Linked DNA regions of Zea mays: regions 1, 3 and 4 are each linked to region 2. A link is a contact called in public Hi-C data. All regions are on one chromosome and are shown on one strand. The core of a region is the stretch at or near the end of the contact, and the rest is flanking DNA. Distances in the headings are between cores, read along the strand shown. Region 1 holds the start of LOC100193531. Region 2 holds the start of LOC103650275 (ubiquitin carboxyl-terminal hydrolase 8). Region 3 has its middle 48 kb from the start of LOC100193531. Region 4 holds the start of mbd105 (methyl binding domain 105).

Region 1 (4,199 bases), core at 957-3,456, 400 kb before region 2:
TGTGATAAAAAAACAAGATCCCCATCTCTCTATTACTCTATTAATTTGGGTTCCATTGTCGGTTGTACTTGTACACGCAAGTACTGTATGCACAATTATAAATGGATTAACAGAATACTGCCTACAAGAATTCATCACTTATTGAATATCTCAACATTATACATCTATAAAGAAATATACTGTCATAATGTGGTATAAACTTGGGTAGCTGATTGAGAATTGGCAGCTAGCTAGGTTAATTAGAACCAATTGATTTTCCCTTGTTAAGGTAATAAGTTCTTTTTGGAGGTGCATGCACAAGGGTTTTATGCAATAAGATAAAGCAAAGCAGCAGGAGCTGCAGGGATATGCTCTTAACTAATAACTTCAAAAGAGGTTCCATAACACACACAAATGATTATTATCATTCCATGTTGATAATTATGGGAAATTAAAATTGTATACTCGTAAACATATATGAATTTTCATGAAAAACTTGAAGACCTCTCGGTAAACTCAAATTGAGAACTGGACCTAAACGAAACTAAATGTTTTTTTAAACCTCTTGGTATATGCAGGTGCCTGCAATTATCCCCAACAAGTAGCAGAGGATAAAACTCCTTTAGGGCTAATTTGGGAGGAAGAGAATTGAAGGGGATTGAGGAGGCTAAAATCCCCCTTCATTCCTATTTAATTTTGAATTGGGAGGAGATTTTAGTACACTTAAGGCTACTTTGGGAACCTCAAACCTCCTTTGGGATCGGAGGGGATTCAGGTGGAAATAAACTAATTTCCTCTCCAATCCCTTTCTATCCCAAAGGGGATTTGAGTTTCCAAACTATCTCTTAAAGTTAATTTGGTAACAAGGAGATCACGAAGGATTGGAGGTAAAAATGAACTAATTTCCCTGTCAATCCGCACTAATCTCCCGTGATCCTTGGCACCAAATCAACCCTTAATCACTTCCAATTCCCTTGCCACCAAACTGGCCCTTGGCTAGTTTTCTCCCTCAATCCTCTTCGATCAATATTGGCGGGAATTTGAGAGTCTAAACTAGCCCTTACGGATGATAGGGCACAGTCAAGTAAAATTCAGGCACATGCGTACTGTTTCCCACCAGTTTGAGGTTATTAAAAACAAGGGATTCGATCAAGTGGGTGCAACACACGAGGACAATGCAGGAATTTTGTCGTATCCGCCCCAAAAAATATCATATACAGAAGTACAGTACAGAGAGCAACCAATAAACAAATCTTGAGAACTTTCAGAAGTACATATTCAAATCGAACGACATCCAGCAAATTGACCGATCGATCGATGCACCTGGCCTCAAACGATAGAAAACTTTCTTTCTGAAGGAACAAAGAAATCGAAGAACAGATAAAGTGGGAGATCCAAATAGAAAAACATGAACTAAATTTGAAGAAACTGAAGGAGCAGATGTAAGAGGGAAAATCGTGAAGAAAGCCAATTGGCTGCTCTTTTTGGTATAATTCGGAGAAATAAAGGTCGACGACTCTCAAGCCTCAACAAGAGCAGCTAGCAAGAAAAGCAATTGGAAGAGTGTAGCAAGTAGATCATGAAGGTGGAACATGCCAATTGTGTGGTGATGAACTGATGATGAGCTAGGGTGGTTCTCACGCAGGCAATCACTGATCATCAGATACAGAGGGAGAGAGAGAGAGAAAGTGGTACAGAGAGAGATCATCGATCCGCAGCAGGCAACATAGAGATACATACAGATAGATCAGCTTACATACCGCGAGAACTGTGTTGCAGAAGCTGCAGTGCACATAGCACACATGATCTGCCGGCGCGATTTGGGCCGAAGACATTCCTTCTGACCGGTCTCCGCCGCCGCCTCGCCGTGCGAACAACAGCAGTACTTTCGATCCCAGCTCCCGGCAACCAGCGAGAACCAAGAAGAGCGAGGAGGAAGACCAACAGGTACAGCTCAATTTAATTTGCAGCTACAAAGGCAGCAGGCTAGGTTTGCACATCCATCCTCTCCTACTGATATATATGTGTATCTCGAGTTTATGTGTGCTGAGGGAGGGAGGGAGGGAGGGAGGGAGAGAGAACCTACGGGAGAGGAATGACGAAGGAAGAAGAGATTGAGCTATCCCACTTTCCTCTTTTCTTTTCGGTTTGAGAGAGAGAGAGGAGAGAGAGGGCGTGTGGGGGCAAGCAAGGCAAAGCAAAGCAATACTGGCAAGCAGCAGTGCTTTTATTTGTTGTGGTGGCCTTGTGTGTGTGTGTGGGAGCAGCAATATGCTGGGTAGAGAGAGAGAGAGGGGAAATGCCATGATTGCTACAATGAGTGGGTGGAAGATACACTCCTACCTTGCATATATCTGTCTATCTTGCAAACATGTACTCTCTAACTACCAAAATAAATGCATATCTTCGAGGTCAAAACGCTAAACTTATAAAAAATACTATTATTTATGATACATAACAAATATTATTAGATTGATTATACAATATACTTCTATAATAAATTTATTTGAAGATATAAATATTCAATATTATTTTCGAGACGTGTGCTTACTTATTTTGAGTTTAAATGATCCGTACTCTGCTCTCCTCTCATAAATTGTCCACCTGCAAAAAGATCTGCATACGCATTCAGTCTCTGAATTGTTTATACACAGTCACTAAATTTCCACTGCTACAGTCTGCTGGAGGCCAGCATACCGGTTTCTTGATTCTTGACGGTTGCGTTGACAGCAAAGTTTCGTAAAAAGAGAGGTCTTTCCACTTTACAGTAAATAAATCATGACAAGTCAATTGAACATGACCTCCAGTCAAATCTCGGCACTCTCTTGGAGCTGTTCTTTTAATCATGATTGGTTCCTTTTGGTTATGTAGTAAAGTTGAGGGGCAATTTTCTAGACTGAAATTTTGTTCAGTGCCTTATTTGCCATCACAAATATCTTAAATAATTATTTTAAGACATTTGTGATAATAAATAAGGTATTGAACAAAATTACAATGTCATATAAAGATTTTTTTTAAATTAACATACTTATATCCCTATGAAGCATCAGTTTTTTTGTTTCCACCGCCATGTCATTTGCAAAAAAGTACTTCTACTCATTTTTATCTAACCCACAATCTACCGTCGACGTGTGTCGTTATGTGTAGTTATATGGGGGTTTCTTTATGTGTCATTTTCCACCAAACACGCGCTTGTTCGCTTCCCGCCTACGAAAAACAATCTCCCCGCACGCACCCGTGAAAAATCCAAAAAATTATGTGCTCGCTAGGGTTTGAACCTAGGTCACAAGGAACAAACTACCACCTCTTATAACAAACCACCTTCTCCTAGGTATTATAAATGTATATACTAATAATTTTAAAATTAAATAAATCGTGACAGACTGAGTTGACACTGCGGGCTGAGAGAAGACGGTCCAGGCATGGCACAAGCCACTTTAAATCATATCGGGCCAGGTCGTGGCACTATTAAATGGATCGTACCTTAGGCCAGCCCGTTAGACATAACTTATTTAGCTATTTATAGTCCATTACCTCCTCCCTCACCGTCCCTGATCTCGCGAACGTGAGAAAAAGTGAGAGAAAAAACTTTATTTTATCTGGCCCCCACAACATATACCTCTCCATTAACGCTCACCTAATATATGAGTTTAGATCGTATTTGAATAACTATCTTATTTAAGCAATGTCTACTTATATGATATATAAAAATTATAGTGATGCACGTGCGACTAATTAACTAGTGTGTAATTAAAGTTAGTGTTTGTATTAGTAGGAGAGAGAGGACTATAATAATCGTGTATATATATATATATATTGTAATATATAAATACAGTATACGACGTCACTAAAATGCACCTGGGTGCATTCTCTATATTGAATGCACCCAGGGTGCAATAACACTTCGAGCACGCCCTCGGCCCTCCTGTACGCGCGCCTCCCTGCCTCCCGCCGCGAGTATCCTCTAATTGCAAACTTGAGTCTCTGTTTTTACTCCTTGATTACCATTGCATGTTGTGTTGTTACTCTAGTTGCAACGGTTGTTGCTTGTTGATTGCAAACTCATGATTGCGTGTTGTTCTGCAGGATGCAAACATACTTGATGTGTTTGTCCCCAGGGTGCGGCAAACATTTGATACAAGGGAAGAAGCCTACCTCTTTTACCTTGACTATGCAAAGTTGGTTGGTTTTAGTGTCAGGACAAAGAGGTGTAATTGCAA
Region 2 (3,832 bases), core at 600-3,099:
ATCATTAAGTAAACAAACTTTCTTTAAAAAAAAAGAGAGAACTCTTGCAAACTACAAGAATACAAGTACTTTGTGTGCACCTTTTTGCCGATCTTCACGGTTAGTGTATATGTATCTCTGCTGGCTGAAACTCTTAGCATTATGGGGTAAATATTTACTGAGCCCTCTCCAGCTGGTGACACGTTTTTGACTGCAGACTTGGCAGGCACAATATACCTGCAAGGAAAAAAATAAGAAAATAGTCAAATCATCATGTAAGTAAAAGAAATAAATGAGAACTAAACTCAGGCAGCTGATCATATATAGTTTAAAGACCGCTAGCCTTAAGATAACTATACAATGCAACACTGCATTAATAAGATGTTACTAAAATCCAAAGGGTTTCTTCCAGTCAGAAAGATATGTTTCAGTTGTCCTAGACTTCAAAATGTTCCGCGAGGTAGCACAATATTTCTTACTGTCAGCAGCCATCCATCCTGGTGAAGGCCACAGGGCAACGCCAGATTTCTTGCTCTGAGTTGCTTGAGCCTTTGATGCACCCCTTCAAGGCAACTTAAACTTTGGAGTTGGAGCAACTACAGCCTATTAATACACCACAAGCTTTGCATTTGCGTTGACCACATCGGCGTTCAAAGTACTGACACGTGAGGAAAGAACCAGTGCTTTATTGCACAGCTCAGCAAAGGAAGAAGGCTTCCAGCGTTGCACTATGGGCTCCTTTTGGAAACTCCTTAAATGCAGCCGTTACTAGAATGTCGGAATAACCGAACACTAACATGTAGGGATTCACATCCATCCAACCGGAAAACAGCTCTCGTTGCCGCGCGAACAACATGCACGTTAACCAATCGTCGGCAACCGGCGCCGCCGTGAAAATGAACAGTTACCCTAGATCATCCTCCTCACTTGTACCCAGCAGCAAGTCTAACGCCTTGAAAACCTAGGAATGTCATATTCGATGTACGAAATCGTATATCAGGGTTACCATCGTGGTGTGCAGAATTGCAGGCAGCTGACTACCTAAAATCACCTAGGCCTGTCATTAGGCATGTAGGTCAATATGAGCTGATCATCCTACGCATTGCTGAGTACTACGCCCGCTCAGACATGAAACTCGTGGGGAATTCGAGGCATTGCCTATCATACAGCCATTCAAAGGAAGAAGAGTAATGAGAAGGAACACAAGAAAAACAGGGAGACGGTCGTCTCACCATTCCCGTGCCTTTGAGAACAGGTCGGCCGGGAGGAGCGCGTAGCTCCTGGCGGCGAAGGAGGCGGTCTGCTGCAAGAGCTCGTCGGCGCGGCGGAGGGTGTATGTTTGGTCGGAGAGGAACATGCTGAGCACCCTCATGCCGTAGGAGGTAGGTCCAGCAGGCGCGGCCGCGTAGGGCAGACCAGGCACGTTGATCGCCAGCCCTTGCTGCGCCTCCTTCCACCACCTGTGTCACCCATCGCTATGTCGTCACGAGGCCGTGCCTGCGCCTGCCGGACGCGCCACCCACCCAGGATCGGGCGGGCAGCGGGCTAGGGTTACGGGGTGCGTGCGCTCACCTGAGTGGCACAAGGAAGACGCGGTCGTCCTCCTCCTCATCGGCGGCCGCGGCGGCGGGCGGTGTGGCCGCGGCGGGATCCGACGGGTCCAGCGGCGGGAGCGGCGGCGGGTCCGGGGGCGCGGGCATTGCGGCCCGAGCTCCGCAGCGGGCGCGGCGGCGGGGCGAGGGGCTGGGATCGTCGTCGGGACGGAACTGGAAACGGAAAGGGGAAAGGAGGGGAGGGGAAGGGATGCGTGTGGGAGGGGAGCGAGCGGGCTTGGGGGTGGGGGCGTGCTGGGCCTGAAGTGAACAAGAAGGCGCCTGCCTGTGTTGGTCTGCCGAGTGGTGCTGGTGAGGAAGCAGCCGGAGGCCGGAGCCGCGTGCGTGGGGTGGGGCCGTGGGGGTGGCTCGTCAGATCGGATCGATCAGCATCGCGTTTGGATCCGGAAAAGGGATTCGTTTGGGCCGGGCCTACGTGTCAGAGGTAGTATATCCTGGCGTCGTGCTTTCGTTCACGTGTCATGCCTATCTCGCAGATACGCAGATACAGGGCATGTTTGGTTTGCTGCCTAACTTGCCACACTTTGCCTAACTTTTGTGCCTAAGGTTAGTTCTTCAATTCGGACGACTAACCTTAGGCAAAGTGAGGCATAGTTAGCCACGAACCAAACATGCCTACAGTGCTTGACCCGCTTCCCGTGTGATTATAACCTGTGGTGGTGTCCAAACGATGGATAGATGTCGCGCCGTGTGATCGATTCCGCCTAAGCGTGCTATCTTAACAAGAAAATGACCTTTTCCACGAATGAGCGTGTCCACGAACATGCTTCCGCGTCCAAATATATGCGCTCAGCATAGGCTCTAAATTTTACACTATTTAAAATATAAGAATTATATTATATTAATTTTTAGATTAAAATTAATTAAAGGTCTAAATAGATCGTGGACAAATGTTTGAACCGTGATTTATTACCATAGTAAGATATGCAACGAGGCAGCTAATTCTTAGTCTAGTTTTAACCCTTCTAAAAGCAACTCTGGTAGTTACGTAAAACACTTCCTAAATATTGATTTATACGGAGTTGTTAAGAAAAACGTTTTTCCAATAGTTATGTAAAACACATCCTAAATTTACAAAACACCCTAAATTTCTCTAAAACATCCCTACATTTGGCAACTTTTTATGAAGCTTCTTAAATCCACTACACCAATTCCATCGTGAAAAAATAATTCTGCGCATGCGCAGCTAGCGATTAAACAACTGTTGATGTAATGAACGGCCGCACATGCAAAACTCACAACTAAACAATTGTGGCAGCAAATCAAAAGACCAATGCAGCTCACCAGGTTGAAAGTTGTTGTCGCTCACGAGGTCATAATTTTCAAGTCGTGTTGCGGATTAGAGATAAAACAAAAGGAGAAAAATAAGACGGTCCCACTCAAATTAATAACATAGTGTCGGGGAAATGATCCCCTGTCCCTAGGACCTGCCAGTCAAAGAGTGCGCTGAGGGAAGGGCTGAAAGTCACCTAGAGAACTTAGAGTTTTATAAACTTTGAATACAAACTTCACCTGGGGTTAGGGTTAGATGAAATCGGTGTGCGGAAGAGAGTTCTTCTTGCTATGAGTTGCTCAATCAATATGGATAACTTTGGGAACTAACTCAAAAAGATTGCAAGCAAGAGAACTTAGAGAGAGGGGACAGAAAGAATCAAATAGTAAGGTAATGATCAACACAAATGAACGCAACGATTTGTTTCCCAAGGTTCAATTCCAAAGAACATACTCCCCGTTGAGGAGGCCATGTAGGTCGAGTCTCTTTCAACCATTTCCCTCTCTCAAACGGTCACTTAGACCGGTTGAGTGCTTCTCCTTAATCTCGAGGATCACTTAGACCCCACAAGGATCACCACACTATTATATGTCTCTTGCTAGATTTACAAGTCACTTGAGAGTTTAGAAGGAGACGAAGAAAGCACAATTAAGAAAGCCAAGCAACAATAAAAACACAAGACCATACTCTCTCTAGACTTTCTAGGGCAATAATCACTAATGATCACCAGTCACAATTATGGCACTTGGAAGAGCTTGGGAGCTTTGAATGTGTCTTGAGATGAAATGCTTGCTCTTGTATTGAATAAGGATGAATGGAATGCTTGGATGGAATGAATGGAGGTGGTTGGGGTTTGTATTTATAGCCATCAACCATTTCCTAGTCATTGCCCACATTCTACCAACCGCAGACGGTCCACGCTCCTGGCCCAAACGGTCCGCCCCTGCACATCAACGACGGAAATCGC
Region 3 (4,172 bases), core at 1,147-3,646, 350 kb before region 2:
ATCTGCCAAGAGATGGCCAATCCCATACACCTCTACCGAGGAGGCGAGGCAGGGTAACACTACGAGGCCTTTACAAAGTTCCACTAGCTTCAGAAATCCCGCTATAGTTTATAGGAAGCTCCAGTGCAGGGTTCTTGCTTGACCGCCATCGCAGCAAAATCAACCCAAGGACCTCCCTACACTGACCACTCCCCTACTGCCCTTGCCCCTTTCGGGTAAGGAAGACCTCCACTAGCTTTCCTAGTTAATCAGCCAAGGGCGTCCCATTAAACCCTTGTGGTAGCACTGTTTTCCCGGGTGGTCGCTCCATGTTCCCATTAATTTAATGATCTTAACATGAACAGTAATAATAACAAGATAATAACAGAATACTCATGAATAGTGTATCTCCATACCCAATCCACATAAAGCAATAGCAGGTACTACCCAAAAATATTTTAGGGGTGAACAAGGTATAGAGGTAATCAAAACTGGGGTAACATAAAGGATCCCATCAAAATTAACCTATGCAGATCATTAAAATTAATAAGAACATGGCTGGGAAAGTAAGTGATCAAGGGCACAACTTGCCTGGCACTTGAGAATCCAGGTACCAACTTGCCTTTCAGATGACACGTGTCCTCGCGCTAGTCGTAGCAATACAAGCAAACATGATATAGATAAAATTAACATCACACCAAACATAAGTACAAAACGAATAATACTGATCTACGCGTCGCTACGAGATCGTGGGTTCGAGAATTACTACGATCAGAGTTACGGTTAAAAGATATGGTTTTTCGGAGGACCTACTCGATTGAACAATTAGTTACAGATCTTTATGTTGATTTTATGAATCATGTGATAAAGATATTACATAAATAACTCTAATCTATATTATATTTGAGTAGAGACATATTTTAGTTAGATCATAATCATAGACAAACCACCTTCGATTAAGGAGATTAGTCTATTAAACCTAGGTTTAAACAATATCTAATTATACAAGTAAGTAATATGGCACAAATAATAATATTACTGTGTAGTTAATATTATTATGAAGCTAATGCAATTTGAACGGGTTAATTTGGAGTTGAAACAAAGGAGTTATGGATTTACTAAGCTTTTGAATTAAGTTTTGTACTAAAATTCGATTTTCGGATTAAATTTAGAATTACTTCCTGCTGTTGGACTGCGGCTACTAATATCACCAAGATCAGGGGCTAAACATAAAGCTTACGCAGACTCAGAACTCCCCCGCTAGGACTGCGGGTTGGTTTTGGAAAAGTGGAGGGTCTCTTGTGCTATTCTGCCATGGCAAAGAGGTACGGAGAGATTCTGGCCGCACGATCTGATATCGATGGCCAAGATTAGATTTCCCCATCCCGAACCGGTATGAAGTAGCGACCACCAGATTAGGAATCAACGGACCGATTTTAATGAATTGGACTTCCACCGAGATCGCTCGATCGCATCAAACGGCTGGAACGACTTCATCGCTCCCGTAGACCCCAACCTAATCCAAACCGATGGATCGGATGAGGCTATGTGAGAGAGAAACACACACATCTATCACTGACCGTTGATTTAAAGATCAATGGAAGGCGCGCCGTCAGTCATCTTCTACCCAGGCCGGCACCCATCCTTCGTCTACCTTCCGCCCATGGCGAGCGGTAGCGCCGCGGCGCCCGCCTGCTCCAAGGAGCAATACACAGCAGCCTATCCCCCTAGATTGAGCCACACCAGTTGCTATTGAGCATAAGAACAGAGCGAGTAGGAGATGGGATCCCATACCGGCTTCGGCGCGCAGCAGGGGAACTTCACGGCTGGAGCGTGCACCCGCCGAGGTCGAGCACCGAGTACGCCGCCAGGGAGGAGCGGAACCGCGCGTCAGCTGGAGCAGCCTGAACGCCGTATGACTCCAATACACAAGCGCCCTGGCTAGTTGGTAGAACTTGTCCTGACGCTGTTTCCCCCCAGGTTCCCGGTGGCGTTTCACCGCAACACTGACGGCGGCAGCAGCCCGATATTGCCTCACGACACTCACCATCACTGGTCCAGCCCCCTGGTGATTCAAAACGAGGAGACCTCGAGGTTGTGATAGTAGATATACCCTACATGGAGGGGTGCAGACGACGAAATCTCCCGGAGAAATAGGCGTGAGCCGTTGAGCTCGGCCGCCGCAGTTTCTGTTGGGAGCCCGCCGAGATTGCAGGAATAGCCGACGTGTGGGACCCACGAGTCGGTGGCGGCTGGATCATGGCGTCCACGGAAAAGTGCCAGGACCCAGGAAGCGCTAATTCCGGAAGGATCCCAACGATTTCGCGAAGGCCGTTCAACGCACGACCCAGCCGTGATCACTCCGTGGGAAGGAGATGAAGCTGTGCTTCAGGGCTCACCTGTAAGTGAGTATGCAGGCAACCAGAGTGCGCAACAAAAAGGGCCCACAGGTCAGCGACGTTCTAGGGTCTGGGCTGTGCAGGCTCAGGAGAAGAATGGGCCGAAAACAGTTATTCCAGCCCAACAGGCTTTTCTTTTCCTTTTCTGATTTCTTTTTCCTAATTCAATTTCCACTTCAAATTTAAATTCCCATCTTGTGTCGAGTTTGCCCCTAAATCAAAGGTGCAATTTGAACATACCCAAAATGAGATGCATTTGTGTATTTATAAATTTTATTTTGGTTTTGTATAATATTCTTTTCTTTCCTTCTACATTTTCAACCCAAATCTAAATTTAGGTTTTACTTCAAATCCTCTTCTCATTATTATTATATTTTAATTCATATTATTGTTATTCTAATTAAGTGCACAAACAACCAAAACTCATCATGATGCGCAATTTAATGGCATGTCCTTTATTAAGCATTTTTATGAGGTGTTCACATGAAATAATAAATAGGGACAACACACACATATATATAAAGTAATATAATTTCTCCTTTTAGACTTTTCTTATCAAGTGGGTATTACAAATCCTACCCCCCTTAAAAAGAATCTCGTCCTCGAGATTTAGGAAGGACTAGGGAAAAGATGGGAAAATCTATACGAAGCTCCTTTTCTCTTCCCATGATGCTTCATCTTCGCTATGGTGACTCCATTGCACTTTGCACATTTTTATCACTTTATTCTTGTAACTCGAGTCAAAGTATCAATAATCTTAATAGGATATTCCGTATAAGCCAAATCACCCTGAACACTGAGCTCTTCCATTGGTAACTGTTTCTCAGGGACACGGAGACACTTCTTAAGTTGTGACGCATGAAACACATTATGCACATCAGATAGATTAACAGGTAGCTCGAGTTGATAGGCCATCTCTCCAATTCGCCTAAAAAAACTATGAATGGTCCAATAAAGTGAGGGAACAATTTGTTCTTGACTTTGAATCTCCTCATTCCACGAAGTGGTGAAACCTTGAGGTACACATGATCACCTTCCTCAAACTCCAGTGGTCTTCTTTTATTATCAGCGTAGCTCTTTTGCCTGGTCTGAGCTACCCTCAAGTTCTTCCTGATTATATAGACTTGTTCTTCTGCCACTTGAACAAGTTCAGGTCCAAAGAATTATCTTCCTCTAGTCTTATCCCAATATAGAGGAGTCCTGCACTTCCTGCCATATAGAGCCTCGAACGGTGACATCTTCAGACTGGCCTAAGAACTCAGCATAAGGTAGACTCTTGTTCCAACTACTACCATGCTGAAGGGCACAAGCTCTCGACATGTCTTCCAATACTTGATTAGTCCTTTCAGTCTGTCCATCAGTCTAAGGATGGTAGGCCGAACTAAAATTCAAATTCATATCCATATTCTCATGAACACTTTTCCAAAATCTAGAGGTAAACTATAATCCTCTATCTGAAACGATCTTCTTCGATACACCGTGTAGTGACATAATCCAGGCCATATATAACTCAGCCAATTGAGATCACTTATAAGTAGTCTTGACCGGAATGAAATGAGCCACTTTGGTCAGTCTATTCATAATAACCCATATAGAATCATATCCTTTTGAGGCAATCCAGTAATGAAGTCCATATCAATCTCTTCCCACTTTCACTCGGGTATCTTTAGTGGATACAATAGTTCAGCTGGTCTCTCGTGTTTAGCCTTAACTCTTTGACACACATCGCACATAGCCACATGTGCAGCCACATCTCTTTCCAATCCATACCACTAGTATTTCTGCTTCGAATCC
Region 4 (4,277 bases), core at 1,134-3,633, 480 kb after region 2:
CTACAACTTTTCTATTGAGTCGAGATATATTCCGTCATTTAATGCAATAATACTCACCAGAGATAATAGTTGTTTTATGTATATATTTTTATCAAAGCATAAAAGAAATCAACTAATAAAAAAAACAGGAGTTCATTTTTTTAACCGAAGAGGGGACTGCTTAAAAAGAAACTAGCTATATACCCGTGCGTTGCAATGGGGGACACTTGTATACACATAAGTCATTGTTTAGTGATGCTATATATCAAGAATCAACTCAACAATCATAACAAATTTGGTTCAATGTAACTATTAATCGAAATAGGCAAACCCTAAGTTGAATACATGATATGATGATATACCATGACCTCCATAGAACAATTTTGCATTGTAGGGTCAAAATTATAAAAGGAGATCCTAAGGCTATCGAAAGGAGATGGTGAGTTATGACTATCAAAATTATTTTAGCTCACAAATATGGCCCTCTTATCTTTTATGTTGTGGGGAAATGTGTTTTGGCATGATTTCTACATTATTTATATAAAGACAAATAATATTACAATATTCAACCTATCTAAAGATGGATCCTCTAAAAACAAGGTTTCCTTACATAGACCATGAGGCAACCATGTAATTTGTATTGGAGAGCAGCTGACAATATTTAGAGAAATAAATACATAATGTGTTGGGTATAGCTAGTTAAATGGTTAGGATGACATTTCACTATTAAAACCAACAACCAGTGCCATGAATTTACCTGTGAGGTTCCCCAACTATATAGTTTCGTGGACTGGCGACATGCTCGGTTGGGCGAACCATCGTGCTAACATTGATGCCGGAGGAATTCACAAGAGCTTAGCTGACAGAAGAGATAAAGTACAATCCCAGTCAAGCACGCGAGTCAACTCATCAGAGAATATTTTGCTGCCAGTGAGGCCATCTTGAGGAGCGACTGGCAAACTGAGGCTACTGGCACCTCCGGTACGACGCTGCTAGTAAAACTTATTTCACCCTCCTATAGGAACGGGAAGAGACAACATTCTTTCGTATAAGCAGACATAGAGCCAACATTCTTTCGCATAAAGTTCTGAACCGATGGCTATGAACTATTCTAAAAATTGAGTTGCTAATTTGCATATAGATATATAATTCATTATGATGCGAAAACAATTTGCAAGTATGTGTGATATGTTGTTTTACTAAACGACTTGACCAATCTATATTTTCGGTACAAAACAACTAAAAATTAGTTAGCGTAGTTATAATTGATATTAAACACAAAGAAAATCATACAGAGCATCGAGGTAGCAAACTCACGTAAAAAGTAACATGGTTGGCCGGAACACGATCCGGTTTTAATTTTTCCCTATTTTTTATAACAGTCTATATTATACTTGAGTATAAAATTTAAAACAAAAAATATGTGTGTCATGTTCACTAAATAGATGCGAGTTTAAAGCAAATAACCATGGTTCAAATGTCATTCACATTTACATACTTGCACGGCTGCGCACATGCAAGCTTTGCATCGAGCGGAGACGTTTGCATACATGGTTGCATGCGCTAGTTTAGTTGCATACTTGCATGTGTGATGCGTGTGCGGGTTTAGTGCATGCGTGTAGAGGACTGCATGCGTGCAGAGGATGGAGCGGGGTACGCCTGTGGTCTACATTAACCTCTTAATAGACAGTAGAGATGAGTTTATATGATTGAAACGAGAGAGACGTGAGCGCTCGCGGTGACACGACACGGCCCACGAGGCGCGCGTGCGTTGCGCTGCGAGGCGTCCACGTCAGACGTCACCCCGCGTTCCGCCCTGCGGCCCGCAGCCCGTCACGTGCGCCGGATGCACGGCGGCCGCGCCCGCACCGATCCGTTCTATTCGGGTTATCCGCGCCGAGGTTGCCACGTGGCTGGCGCACAGCCCCCGAGGGGGCGAGAGAGAGGCTCCCTCCCGGCTGGCCGGCTTCGCCGCTCCGGTTTCCCGCTCCCGCGGACTCCACCAGTGCGAAGTTCAATCCAGTTTGCTGTCCAGCCTCTCAGTCCCGGCATCCGGCCCTCACGTTGCCTCCCCGCGCAAGGTCCACGCGGACCGTCCCGCAGCTGCTCGGGCCCCGCGCTGCCTAACGGTGCACGAACCACGCCCACGCGGCACGCGGCTGAGCCCCACGCCGTCGGCAGCGCATGGCGGTTCCCCCACGTCCGTCCCGACGCCGTGCCAACGGCCCCTCCCTCCGCGCTCTCTGCCACCCCGGTCCCACTTTTGCTTAGAACGCGCTGACCCACGCGTCAGCGTCCGGCGGCGAATGTGTCCAAGGGGTGGGGTACATTTATTTTTATCACACATTATATATATACATTATATAATAATGGAAATTAAATCCCCACGCGGCCGTCGTTTGCCCCCTCCCTCCCCACCTGCACCACCACCAACACCAACCAACAGGTGGCGAGAGCGAGAGCGAGAGCAAAGAGCTGAGCGGGACGGAGCAGCTAGCGCTAGGGATAACGCACACCCACCACCATGGCGACGCCCGGAGAGCAGCCGGCGGAGGTCGTGTCCGTCGAGATGCCCGCACCCGACGGGTGGACCAAGAAGGTAGGGGGTCACGACGACCTGCTGCCCGACCGCCTGACTGCCTGTCTCTCTGCTCGCTCGCTCGCTCGAGTTGCCTCGTCCGCGTCCAATTCGGGGGTCAATAAGCTTCCGGGGAGCGGAATTCCGGTTCCCGGCCGCTAATTCGCGCCGAGTTCTAGGGTTCCCGCGGTGCCGGTCTGGCGTTCGAGAGCCTCCCAGTTCCGGATTTGGGGCTCTAGGGTTTGCGACGCTGCCCCCGGCCTACCACCGCCATCCAGCTGGGATTCGTGGCCCCGTGAGGTTCTGGACCTCGATTTCAGCTCGGAGTAGGTGCGTCCAGAGCTCGGCCACGAGGCCCACGACTGCTTGAGCTCTCTGCTCCGTGTTGGGTGTAGGTCCGTAGGTGAGCTACGGACCCCATGCCCGGTCTGTACTGTGAAGATTCGTAACTGGGGCGCTCGATTAGGATTAGGGACTGTCGGGGGGCTAGCTGAACCGGGGGAAGATTCCTAAATCTGGCCGTGATATGTCGCTGTTTACTTTCTTTGTTTGCTCGCTGCACTACGTTTGCTGCTAGTGTCTTGCTACTTGTAGGCTGGGGCTCTTGCAATTAGGGGTGGTAGGGTTTGGCCCATCGGTTTCCAAATTTCATATTGGTCATTTGATGATTGGTTAGGAGTTACAGCTCTTTCGTTTGGACTGAAATGCTGCAGTTCCTTTTTCGTACAGAAGGTATTACTTCAGATTTAGGCGGTTGATTCTGCTTGAGTAGTTGTGTGCTTTGTAGTGAGGCTGGAATGGGGAATCCCCTTCAGCTTGGAGCTGATTCTGTCTGAGTAGTTGTGTGCTTGTAATGAGGCTGGAATGGGGAATCCCCTGCGGCTTAGAGCTATAGCAAACGCTGCCAATAGGAGCTTTAGCCTACCCATTTCGAGTTGGACCTTGTTTTCTTTATGATAGGTTATATGATCCAGTGTTTTCTTCTGTTTCGGCTTGAAATGCTTCATCCATTACTTTAGATTAATGGTTGATGTTACTTGAGTAGCAGTATGTTCGTAGTGAAAGCTGGAATGGGGAATCTCCTGCAGCTTGGAACTTTGGCAATCAGCCAGTCACTTCTACTAGAGCTTTAGCCCCTGATTTCTAATTGGATCTTCGATTGTTCGTTATTAGATGGTGGGTTAACTTTTTTTCGTCCTGACTTCCAATGCTTCAGCAATTACTTCGGATTCAGGTGGTTAGCATTGCTTTACTAGTAGTATATGTGTAGAGAATCTGGAATGGAGAATGTTCTGCAGCTTTAAGCTGTTGATTTGCTGTAATTGGGGTTTGTCCTACACAATTCCAGTTTGATGTTGATTATTAGATGATCTGTGCTTAGTGAATCTGGTCATATCATGGTCTGTGAGTTTAATTTTACTGTGGTTAGTTCCAGTATTGCTAGACCAAGTGCTTGTTGAGCTATTTCATGCAAGAAATGAAAGCTTGATGCAACAGAACACGGTGCTGCCACATTAATATGAGCTCCATCTGATCAGATGTACATGTAATATCACATGAATGCCCACTTGAAAATCTTAAATACTCAAGCTTTGAGTTTAGGCTGTTAATTTTTCATTATCGGATGTATTTTTATGGTTGTCTTAGTATCCTTTTTCAACAGGATGACAGAAAAGTGCCAAACAAACTTATTAGCCTAGGAGATACCTGTTCTGCATAG

Evidence for each region. Hi-C and Micro-C count contacts between places; a contact is called where the count stands out from the background.
Region 1: a contact with region 2 is called in a Hi-C map of leaf, with 5 times the contacts expected there. The contact joins the promoter of LOC100193531 here to the promoter of LOC103650275 in region 2. A contact is called at or near these places in 15 of 25 Hi-C or Micro-C datasets (bundle sheath, ear, endosperm and 4 more).
Region 3: a contact with region 2 is called in a Hi-C map of leaf, with 2.9 times the contacts expected there. The contact joins the enhancer-like site here to the promoter of LOC103650275 in region 2. A contact is called at or near these places in 2 of 25 Hi-C or Micro-C datasets (leaf and tassel).
Region 4: a contact with region 2 is called in a Hi-C map of ear, with 3 times the contacts expected there. The contact joins the promoter of mbd105 here to the promoter of LOC103650275 in region 2. A contact is called at or near these places in 7 of 25 Hi-C or Micro-C datasets (bundle sheath, ear, endosperm and 2 more).

The regions. Positions count from the first base shown.
Region 1 is chr3:110,902,632-110,906,830 of Zm-B73-REFERENCE-NAM-5.0, forward strand. It overlaps LOC100193531, which reads right to left and starts at 2,207. Exons shown (of 6, transcript NM_001366963.1): 1 at 1,740-2,207. The coding sequence starts at 1,814.
Region 2 is chr3:111,305,522-111,309,353 of Zm-B73-REFERENCE-NAM-5.0, forward strand. It overlaps LOC103650275 (ubiquitin carboxyl-terminal hydrolase 8), which reads right to left and starts at 1,850. Exons shown (of 13, transcript XM_008675884.4): 1 at 1,552-1,850; 2 at 1,212-1,439; 3 at 81-216. The coding sequence starts at 1,679.
Region 3 is chr3:110,950,970-110,955,141 of Zm-B73-REFERENCE-NAM-5.0, forward strand. No RefSeq gene overlaps it. Among protein-coding and RNA genes, the nearest start is that of LOC100193531, 48 kb to the left of the region's middle. Within about 2 kb of position 2,397, at least 4 of the 20 cell types and tissues checked have an H3K27ac peak or open chromatin away from gene starts, as enhancers often do. A contact at or near this core is called in leaf, where this site is marked.
Region 4 is chr3:111,780,779-111,785,055 of Zm-B73-REFERENCE-NAM-5.0, forward strand. mbd105 (methyl binding domain 105) reads left to right here and starts at 2,384. Exons shown (of 3, transcript NM_001111704.2): 1 at 2,384-2,578. The coding sequence starts at 2,504.